Linked DNA regions of Gossypium hirsutum: region 1 is linked to region 2. A link is a contact called in public Hi-C data. All regions are on one chromosome and are shown on one strand. Each heading gives the region's core, a stretch centred on a gene start, on an enhancer-like site or on the middle of the called end of the contact. The rest is flanking DNA. Distances are from core to core; before and after follow the strand shown. Region 1 has its middle 5.4 kb from the start of LOC107949377. Region 2 has its middle 11 kb from the start of LOC121228458.

Region 1 (5,866 bases), core at 1,805-4,304, 52 kb before region 2:
GAACCTATCTAGTGTAAAAATTCTCCAACATTCTTGAGGATTTTTAGGAAGTCAAATTCTAGAAATATGCCATTTTTAAAAAAAAATAGGGTTTTGGGTTGATTTTTGTGATATTGAAGGAAATATACCAATTTTGGAAAGAAACAAAAAACGTGTCTTGCTGAATGAGTTTTCAGCTAAAAGCACGTTCTACTGGGCATTTTTTTTATTACTTTTTTAACATATCAACTCTTTTATTCAGATGGATAAATGTTAGTAATTTTGTCCTTGAGTCTTAGGTTTAATTCCCCTCCTACTCATATTTGTATTTTTTATTTCATGTTGTTTCATGCTTTTTATTATTTTTTTAATTAATGTTTTTAGCACATAAGCTATTTTGGTTAGATGGTTAAATAACAATGATTTTATATATATCATTATGTTAAAAATATTTGAAATTAATAACTTTTTTTATTTATATAAATAAATTAATAATTATATAATAAAAACATATACTTTTGATATTTATCATTATGTCAAATATATTTTATTTTTTTAAAATATTAACTAATTTTCTATATATATATATATATTTCTTTATATACAATATTTATATGTCAAATATTTATTTTCTCCACTTATATTGTGGGTATGGTGATTTCTAATATTATAAAATGAAATAATTATTTCAAATACCATTATTATTTTTATATGTAAAATATTTCAAATATCGTTATTTTTTCATCTACATTGTGGGTATGATATTTCAAATATTTTTATATCTGAAATATTTCAATTAATTATTTCAAATATCATTATGTTTATATTCCAAATATTTCAAATACACATACAAAAATATAATTATTAATCAAATATTTCAATTCCATGCTACAACATACTCCAGTTGTTTCATGCGTCATTTATGATATTTATTTAGTAAGGTAGTGAGGTTGCTATTGGAGTATAGCAACATAGTAACCTCACGATTGTGTTTATTTTAGTTTCCTCTCTCGTATCCCCACACTCTCCCGTAATTCCAAAAAGATGTAGGGGGAGTGTGGTCGAGAGAGAGAGAGAGAGTGACGTGTAAGCCCCTCCGAGGGGGTATGAGGGGTAACAGTACATCTGACCCATCGAGGCTTTTGTGCAACAAATTGTCGAAAATCCTCTACAACTGGATAATAAAAGGTTGTTTATCGCGTTTTTTTGTCAAGCGCTGGGTGGTGGGTTTAGTGTACCACACAGGGCTCGTAGTACCAGGTAGCGTAGCTATGCAGTGGAAGGGAATGAGCCTAAATCGACCCCCCTTCTTTCTTTTTTTTTTCTTTGAAAAAAAGCAGTACAAAGAGATTAGACTATAGGATGAGACTAAGCAGCCACCGACCATTCCGACGTGCCCCTAACCTATTTTGATTAAGACCGAAAACCTATCTAAAATGGAGCCTAGTTTAAGCTGTCAAACAAATGATAGAATAGAAAATTAAGAATATCCCACTAGCACTAGTAGGAAAGGGATATGGATGGAGTCTCGCTCAGTAAAGAGAAGAGAGTTGTAGATTCGTAGAAAAGGGGAAGAGCCTTTACTTTCTATGTTATTAGTAAAGGCGCATTAGCCTATCTATAGTAAGGGGTCTTTTCTTGCTCGTTAGCGCTTTAGTTTTCTATAAGGACGTTTAGGCTTTACTAATAGAATATATAGGGCTTTTTCATCAGGGTGCGCAGGTCTGGAACCCTATACAAAGGGTGTTTCCTTTCAAATGACAACTGCCTCTTCCTGCTGCGAGGGTGTTGCACGAAACCAAACCGCCCCCCGCCCGATTAACTACCAGTTGCTTCGCAGGTAGGCCCGCTTAGGTTAGGGGGGCATTGTCCCTCAGTTCTTACCAACCTCCGGTGTGGAATCGACATGTTGCTAGCTTCAACTCGATTGAATAGGAATCATTGATTCTCTCTGTACGTGTATTTGAAATATTTGGAATATAAACAATACAACAAATGATATATTATAGACGAAAATTAATAAAATTTAGAAATTTTATTCTTGAGTTTTCCGTTGCGCAAGCGCAAGGAAAGTTAGATGAAATTCCGTGCAAACAAGAGGGTAACAACACTATAACTACACTAACAACGAACGTTACCCCTCCATACCTCCCTCGGGGAGGCTTAACAGACATTCTCTCTTTGAAAAGGCTTTTGCTCGCCCTTCCCATTGGAAACCGTAAGCGGAACTCCATAAATACTCCATAAAAACCTAAAAACCCAAGAAAAAAGCTCCATAACGTATCCCGGTGGTGGATCAAAGCTGAGCTTTGACCCTCGAGGCCTTTAGGGGGGAGGTGTTTTCTCTTGCATACATGGATTGGTGTGCTATACTATATAAGAATTTCCCAAAGGGCTATAGAAAGAAAAAGGATGTCTTTTTCGGCTATAGATCTTCAACATTTCTAGGTTTCTAGAAATGTTGTAAAGTGGTAATCGAAATCACTGTTAGTGTGATCTCAGAGCAGAGTATCAAGAGTTAAGTCTGAAACCTCTGACATTATTTGATTTTATTAATAAAAAATTATTAATTAAAAAGATGAATTAAAAAAAAGTAGAAACAATATGAAATAAAAAAAATACATGTGTACTTTGAAGAGGAATTGAACCTAGAACTCAAGAATGAAATTATTATTATTTAATTATCTAGCAGAAGGTGTTAATATATTAAAAATATTAATTAAAAAAGGCATAAAACAACATGAATAAAAAATATAAATATGAATAAGAAATTAATTGAATCTGAGACTAAAAAATAAAACTACTAAATATGTTAAAAATGTCAAAAAAAACTCGCTTTGTAAGATGCGTTTCCTATTTCTTTTTCAAAATCGACCTATTTGCATAAATATTACAAAATTCAATCTAAAATCGTAAATTTTTTTTTAGAACCGGCATAGATATAAAATTTAGCCTATTTAAAATATTGATGTTACTACTAAGATCCCAGTGTTCCCTCAACTACTCTAGGCCTCCCTCCTTTGCTTGTTCGGCTCGAATAAGAGACCCAAGTAGTAGCCCAATATTCATATTTTTTCTTCTTCATTTGTGGCTAGTTGCATCAAGTCTTGGGCTTTGGTAACTCTCATTTTGAATTGAAGTATGTTGCGTTGAGTTACACGAGTCTGTGAATAATTGTCGATATTTCTAAATAAGTAGGAATATTTTGATGTCAAATCTGTGACTACTTTTTATGAAACTAGTACTTAAATGAAAAAAAATATAGACGACCTTGATGCTCAATCTGGGTATGCACACATTATTCAAAGTGATGAATTTTACTCCATCTGATATAGAATTCAATGTATAGAGATTTAATAAATACACCCATAATCTCAAATCATAAGCATTAGACTACAATCAGACTAATGAAATCTTCTGAAAGTAAATCCACTGTAATTGAAGGGCCAGCAAGAAAATTATTAAAATACCTTCTCTTGTGTAAAAGTAAATTATATCATTATGATAGTACTTTTGATTTTTTATATTTTTAATATAATTCATAAAATATCATATATTGTGAGACTTAAACCTATCACGTAAACATCTATAAAATCTTCATTTTATCATCTTAATTAAAATTTTATTTTAATATTTTTACACCCACATTAATTTAATATTATGAGGTTTGAGATTTTAAGGATTTTTAAGTGGGCTTGGACCTGTAATATTTTGGGTTTGGGTTGGTTTAGTAGGTATAGTTTGTGTTGTGTATATATGTCATTAGTATTTCTTAAAATATAAAAATGGAATGTGCTAAAACAAATTATTCTATGATTAAAATGTAGTATAAGTTATTACACTTTTTATATTTAGAATTTAGTCCTCAAATTTTATTTTAAAAAATTTTATTTTTTTATTTTTTTATATTTAAAAATACAAATTCAAATATTAATAATGTTAAAATCTTCTATTAATTTCAACAAAAATTATAGAAAAGGGTGAATGATAAATGATTAATATTACATTAACATGTTAAATAATAAAGTGAAATGTTACAATTAAATCTATTCAATTGTTGGGTACTTGTTCATACTTAAAGGTGTGCTCGAAAATTGGGAGGTTTGAGTCAAAAGATTAGGCCTAAAAAATTGGGTTACAGGCTTAAACATTCAAGGTCCGAGCTTGACTAGAGCCAACGCATTTTCCAAGTTTGTAATATATATTATGTAATTTATAACATATAAAAATTAAATCTATAATAATATATAAAAAAATACTAAATTAATATGTAATTTGTCCTATGAACTTGTCCAAAAGTACCTAGTAGGTACCTACTATTGTCCTATGAACTTTTTTCTACACCTACTTGATACCTGAATGTATATATATTTTGTCATCTAGGTTGGTACCTCCGCGCTAATATCATTAGTTCATGCTTACGTGGCACTAATAGCCAATCCTATAGTAGCACATGGCAGCCTCTTAGTATGACATGTGATGGACACATTAAAAAATTCAAAATCTTTTTAAAAATTAAATTAATTTTAAAAAAGTATAATTTTCTAGACAAGGTCAAGTACAAATTAGGTACTTTTAGACAAGTTCAATGAGCAAACTATATGTTAACCCTTAAAAAATTAAGGTTGGTAACAAATTGGGGCAATGTGTGTGACGAAATACAAATTTAGGTACCAACTATGTACTTGTGGACAAATTCAGGGAGTAAATTATATATTAATCTAAAATGCTAAGTTGTCTATGTTCAATAAATGAAATATATATTATTTTATAAATATAAAAAAAATATGAGCATGCCTAGACTAAACTTGGATTAGTCATTTACAAATATCAGTGGACTTGAACAAAATTTTAAATTTATATTTCGAGCTGAATCGAATTTAAACAAATATAAAGTATATTAATATTATGTTTAAGCCTAAATCGATTCGACCCAACACTTCTAATCTAAAAATTATATGATTATTTTTTTCTAAAAATTAATTTCAATAAAAATTATAGAAAAGGGTGAATGATAAATGATTTCGTTTGCCGTTTTTACAATTCAAACAAGGGTGAAGAGCCCATTTCTGCCATTGATTCTTACTCTTTCAGCAAAAAGTGAAGAACTATAAAAGGAAATGATGGGAAGCCATGAATATCCTGCATGTTGAGTGACATATTGGAGTTTGAACCAAAACTCTAAATGTATGGCTCTCTTTTTACCACCCTATATGTCATAATCCTTTTGAGGGTAAAACTCGATTGTGTGAGTCAGTGTTGGAAATGGACAAGCGTCAGGTATCTGCGACATGGCGGTGCATTCCTACAATTTCTTATATTACTTGTCCTCTTCCGCTACTACATATTAAACATCACGTGCAAAATGTTATCTTACAAGTAAAACTTATCCAAGTATATCTAAATTTCAGCCCCACTCCACCACTTAATTTTGGTATCCTTTTCCTTTTTAAATGCTGAATAAAAACATTTTAAAATTTACTCAAACATGATTAATATACTCGAAATGCAGAAACAAAGCAAAAGCTGAAAAAAGTCAACAATGTCGACTACGTATACCGAAAACAAAAGCCAAATAAACAGCAACCTCCATATCTTTTCTTTTCCCATTTGCAATAAAAGGTTAAAAACGACAGAAGAAAAAGGGTTTATGTTCAAAGCTATTCAAAGTGGCTTTCTCATTGCTAGATGATGAGGAAGAAAACAAAAAATGAAAAAAGAGAGGCATGTAAGGACAAGATTGCACTTTTTATTTAGTTTCAAAGCTGTAGAATTTTCTGTATTTAATTTGCTTGATGATAAAGAAAATAGAATAATGATGATAGAGAAACTCATTGAATTTACTTCTTTTTCTTCTTCTTTTCTTAAGCAATTGAATGATATACTT
Region 2 (5,871 bases), core at 851-3,350:
GTATTTTAGACTTTAAAGGATGCATAATCAACATCGAGTCGAGTGACATTAAAGTATCTCTTGGAGTTCTCATTTTGTTAAAAGGTAAAAGAACCATCAGTCTTTATATTCTGGAAGGATCTACAATAACCGGTGAAATCAGACGTCCCTTATCTGTTATGGAGTTGAAGTCAACTCGTTTGTAGTGGAGGCAACTTGGTCATAGGAGGGAAAAAAGTATGATCGTTTCGTTGAACAAAGGTTCTCTTTTGGATGCATGTTTTGAAAAGTTAAGGCACTATGTTCATGAAAATAAGACCCGAGTTAATTTTGATTTGGCAATATACAAGTCGAAGGCCAGAAGTCTTCTAGCTTCTAAGCATAGATTCGACTTAGTTAATCCTTGCATAGTTCAAGATAGGCCCGTGGCGGGTTTTGGCAAAGATGGCGTTGTAAGAATTTGTGTCAAAGTGGAGATTGTTAGAGTTGTGTAACCTAAATTCTAAGAGATTGTTTGCAAGTCAAGTTAAACAAAATATATTTTATTTCTAGAAGATTTAGTATTTATTAGTATAATATATTTAGCATTTATTAGCATAGCTTATTTGACCTACTAATTTAGCCTATAAATAGGTTCTTTTACAACCTTAGAAAATATGCCCATTAGAGATTAGAACTCATAACACATTTAGAGAATTTTGTGTTTACGTTTTGAGGGCTCTTTGTTTTTGAGTTTTTGGGGTTTAGTTTTTTATCTCTATATTTTTTACTCTTCGTTCTTTTGCCATTATAGTAAAATCATCTTTGCCCGTGGTTTTTTATCCTCTTTGGAGGGGTTTTTCCACGTTAAATTTGTGTGTTCAATTTTTCAATTTATTCCGCTATTTTTTTTACTTGTTGCTTAATCATGTCGATCCTAACATGGATGATTTGGATCTTCGAGAAGATGATGTGAGGAAAGATGTCATTGATGAAGTGCCTTCAATTAAGTTTTCGGACAGGGTTTATGGACTTACTAAAAAGAGCATGTCGAAGACACTAGTAGTCAAGTTGCTGGGAAGGAAAATTTGATATAACGCCTTATGGAACAGGGTGTGTGCCTTATGGAAACCAAAGATGAGATTTCAACTAATGAATATCAGTAACGACTATTATTTGGCAAAGCTTGAATCTGACTTGGACTACAATAATGTTGTTTCAAAGGGTCTATGGGTGATCTTCGGACATTATTTGACCATTCAGTCTTGGTCAACTCAATTTTCAACTCTTGAGGATTTTTCACAAAGTGTTGTGGCTTGGGTCCGTATTTTAGGGCTCTTTGGAGCTCTATATAAAAGGCCTACTGCAAGAGACTTGAAGTTTGATTGGAAAGGTGGTCAAAGTTGATTTCCAAACGGACAAAGGATCAAGGGGCCAGTTTGCAGGGTTTGTAGTGCTAATGAATCTGTCCAAACCTTTGGTTTCAAATATCAGAGTTGCGAGCAGACTTCATTGAATTGAGTATGATTCTCTTCCATCAATTTGCTTCCATTATGGGAGATTTGGACATTTGCAGGATATTTGTCCATATAGTTATCTGGAGAAGGGCATGAAAGGTGATGGGGAGAATCTTCATGGTAATAAATCACCAAATCAGCAAGGGGATAGTGTGGGTGTTCAAGAAATGGTGGAAAAAGAGGAATTCGACAAGTGGATGGTGGTTAATCTTTGACAACGGTGTTAGCAACGATAGGGAGTCACAAGTTCAGGACCAACTCAGGGAAATAATCAGGTTGGATCTCGGGTTAATGTACTTTCCAAAGTTGGAGAGGTGAATGATGGAATACATGCATCAGTTTCGGAATCCTTTCAATTTCAGAAATAGAGTAATGATTGTGGGATAGAGGCTGATTTTTTGGAATATAATAATGGGGATAGGATTAGTGAAGTTATAGTAAAAATATGAGACAAATTAGGGAAGGATACATCTGAAAATAAAAGCTCAAAAGAACAGGGGCTAAAAGTTGCAAACAAGCCTAGGAAACAAAAACAATTTTTAAATGGGCCATTGGATATGAAGTTAAGTATCCGAAAGGATGGGCCCAGTTCTGGTTTCAGGAGTAAGGATACTGGGTTAAAGTTTGGGCTGGGAAGGAGAAATGGAGGGAACTCAAATAGGCTTATGCTACTTGATCCCAAACACCACTCTCTACTGATTTTGAAAGAAAACAGAAGCCTACATGAAGGCTCTGCTGCTAATTTCAATGACAATTTGGGATTTACCAATTTAATTTCCCCAAATTAGTTTCCATTGTCATTGAAGAAGAAAATCTCAAAAGACATGCTGGAAATTGGTGATCACAGTAATGATCTACGCCAGCTTGGAATGAATTTACCGATTCTTTTAAAGCAAGCAATTAACAGGTTAGTGAGACGTTTGGAACTTGGAGAACAAAGTATGAGGAATCATTCGAGAAATTATCTGTTAGCTAAGCCAGGCCATATGGTGTTAGACCAAATTTTGGAAGTTCCTTGTGATAATGTTCAAGATGACGAGGCTGGTATAGTGGAGATGGGCGCCTCTTCAAACTTAATCTTCTGGTTCAGGTTTGGTTAATTTAGATTTTCCATGAAAGCTTATATAGTTGTGTGGAACTGCCAATGTGCAGGAAATCCAAAATTTCAAAAATTTTTAAAGGAATATTTACATGATTTTGATCCTAATGTGGTTGTTCTAGTTGAAACCAGAGTTAGTGGGTTTAAGGAAAAATGTGTTACTAAAAAGATTGGATTGCTAAATTCTCATAAAGTTGAAGCTAGTGGTTTCTTTGGGAGAGTTCGGATTTTGTGGAAGGGTATTGTTAATGTGATTGTGGAAGTTAATAATTTTCAATTCGTGCTCTTGAAAGTGAAATTTTTGGATTTGCATGATTGGGCTTTTTTTACTGGGATTTATAGGAGCCCTTGGTGGGTCTTGAGAAAGGATTTATGGGTTGCTTTTGGTTATATTGCCCAGAATGTTAAGGGTCATTAGATGTTAGCAGGTGATTTCAATGCACTGTTTAATGAAGATGAGAAGCAGTAAGGTTCAAGGAAAAATAATTGTACTTTCCCTTTCTTCCAACAATTTTATTTTGATTACAGTTTGAAGGATATTGGTTTTCAAGGTCCTAAGTTCACTTGGAATAGAGGTTTTTTGTTTGAATGCCTTGATTGTGCATTGTTCAATTAACAATGGGATAATTTGGTTCCTAACTCAACGGTTTATCACATTCATAAGATTAAATTCGATCATCATCCTTTAGCTATTCGTTTTGGTCAGTATAAGACTTTAAAAGCCCCTCACCCTTTTCATTTATTAAGTAGTTGACTTTTGATGATCATTTTATGAAACACTAAACTAGACTACAATCACGACTAAGGCAAACGCACCTATCAAATGATAGTATAGTTATGGTGAGTCCAGAATATCGTATTCACAAGGACTAAAAGTACTAGTATTAACTTTCTTTCTATTATTTAGCCTAAAATATAAGGGATTTGTTTTATTCTAAATTTAACTAAACTAATTAACTAACGAAGGCAATAGAGAGTGAAGAGAATAATTGAATAAACCAATAATAAAGACAATACCTAATGAAGAATCCACCTATACTTCACTTATTATTTAGATTCTGATTCTAATGATTTATTCACTTGTCTTGATCCGTAGAAATCCCTGAATTATGTTAATATCTCTTTCGAGACTAAGAACAACTAACTCTTGGTTGATTAATTGAAATCTCTTTCTAATTAAAAACTCTATCATCGCATTAACTCGATCTATGGATTCCCTTATTAGATTTGACTCTAATCCAACAGATTTATGTTGCCTTATTTCTAGGGTTGCATGTAACTCCGCTTAATTATGTGAGATCTACTCTTAAACAGGGACTTTTGCTCCACTAAATAAGCACATCAAACTTGGAATAATATCTTAAAAATATTAAGGCAAGAATTAATAACTCATAATTAAGAACAAGGACAAGTATTTATCATTAAATTCAGAACTTTAAATAACAAGATCCGTCTTAGGTTTCATCCTCCCTAGGTATTTAGGGAGTTTAGCTCATAATGTAGTAGGAAAAAATCTCAAAAATAGGAAAATAACAAAACATAAAGAAACCCAAAAACTTCGAGAGAAATTAAAGGGAGATCTTCAGTCTTGAAGGAGATCCTGCTTCTGAGCTAAATCCGTTGGCATTCTTCGAGTAATTCCTATGTTCTATTCTGCGTGTCCCTTAGATCCTCTCCTAGTCTGTTTAAATAGACTTTGGAATGCCCAAAATAGCCCAAAATTATCCTTTTCCGAGTAGAATTAAAATAACTCTCGACAGGGACATGGCCGTGTGGTACGCCCGTGTAATGGTGCTCAGGCCGTGTGCGATTTTGATATGGTTTAAAGTCGACACGGCCATGACACACGGGCATGTGAATTACCCGTGTGGAAGTGTCTAGGCCGTGTGAAGCATTAAAATAAACCCATTTTGTCCCTTTTTTGGCCTTTTTCTTGTACTTTTCGCTTTCCTATACTCATCTGGATATAAAACATGAAATTAAAGGATTAGGAGCATCAAATCCACTAAATCGTTTGATAAATCATCCAAAAATATGCCAAGCATGGGATTAAAATATGTTACTTTTGAGGTTTATCAAATATCCCCACACTTTAAGCATTTTCTTGTCGTCAAGCAAAATCCTCAACTCACAATGAACATTAATTCTTCTCAACTTATAATTCTTATCAATAATGTTTCAAAATAATTCACAAATAATCATACATTGAGAATTAAACTAAAAGAACATCAAAGTTTTAAACAATCCAAGTTGAGCATTTTAATCATAAAATCATAGGTATTTCCCTTTATCTAAATAATTACCTTTAATTCCAAATTGACAAGAGTTGACATCCTCACTAAAGATTCACTCAAATCACTCAAAGTGTTTAAAGTTCAACAATTAAGTACTAAATAGTCAAACATGAAAAGTTATTACCATAGGCTTGCATGAAAATCAAATCTCCGCCACTATAAATTAGATGATACATAAATCAAAAGGTCTTTTGCAATGTTGTAATGGGGCTTGGTTTAAAAGTGTGGATAAATGCTGAAAAAAAGAGGGTTAGAATCAAGATCAATTTAATAAATTACCAAACTTAGAAAAATAAAGCTAATTACTGTATTACAAACAAATGCCAAAATTAAAACTATCTAAAACTAATGAAGTGAGCTTTTTCTCAAAATAGTAACTTTAACTTATCCAAGCTCATTATGAAAGAATAACAATATGTAATTACATGAATATATAAATATATGTTTTTTTTATTAAGAATAAGAACAAAAAGTACATAATAAGAAATAATTCAGCAACTGAAATGAACGAACATAGTTAGGTAACTAATCAAATCAAATCTCGATAAAAAGGGAGTCAATAAAAGGGAGAAATTCTTGACGAATCAACAAGGGTTAAGTTGTGGGTTATCATTAAAGGGAAATCAACCTCAGGTTCTATACGAATACAATCTCAGGTTCTATATGAACTTACAAAAGCTTTAAAGTTAACCTCAGGTCAAATTAGGATTGAATTGTAAAATTTTCACAACACATGGTCAACGTCATGATGTCGCCAAACAGTTTGTCACGTTGTAACACCCCTAACCCATATCCATCACCGGATTAGGGTTACGAGGCATTACCGACTGTCGTAACCATTTTTTAGGAAAATCGGGAATCGACTTGGATTTTAAAAATGAAAGAACGGGAGTCGCCACCGATCCTTTTTGACGAGGTGTGATCGGGTCACGTCGTAAAAGTGGTTGTTTTTAATAAATAGCTTGATTTATTTAAACAACAATTTTGGTCTACGCAAATCAAG

The links. Hi-C and Micro-C count contacts between places; a contact is called where the count stands out from the background.
Region 1: a contact with region 2 is called in a Hi-C map of leaf, with 2.9 times the contacts expected there. The contact joins two enhancer-like sites. A contact is called at or near these places in 7 of 34 Hi-C or Micro-C datasets (callus and leaf).

Annotation. Positions count from the first base shown.
Region 1 is chrA04:82,531,294-82,537,159 of Gossypium_hirsutum_v2.1, reverse strand. No RefSeq gene overlaps it. Among protein-coding and RNA genes, the nearest start is that of LOC107949377, 5.4 kb to the right of the region's middle. Within about 2 kb of position 3,054, at least 2 of the 9 cell types and tissues checked have an H3K27ac peak or open chromatin away from gene starts, as enhancers often do. A contact at or near this core is called in leaf, where this site is marked.
Region 2 is chrA04:82,478,515-82,484,385 of Gossypium_hirsutum_v2.1, reverse strand. No RefSeq gene overlaps it. Among protein-coding and RNA genes, the nearest start is that of LOC121228458, 11 kb to the left of the region's middle. Within about 2 kb of position 2,100, at least 6 of the 9 cell types and tissues checked have an H3K27ac peak or open chromatin away from gene starts, as enhancers often do. A contact at or near this core is called in leaf, where this site is marked.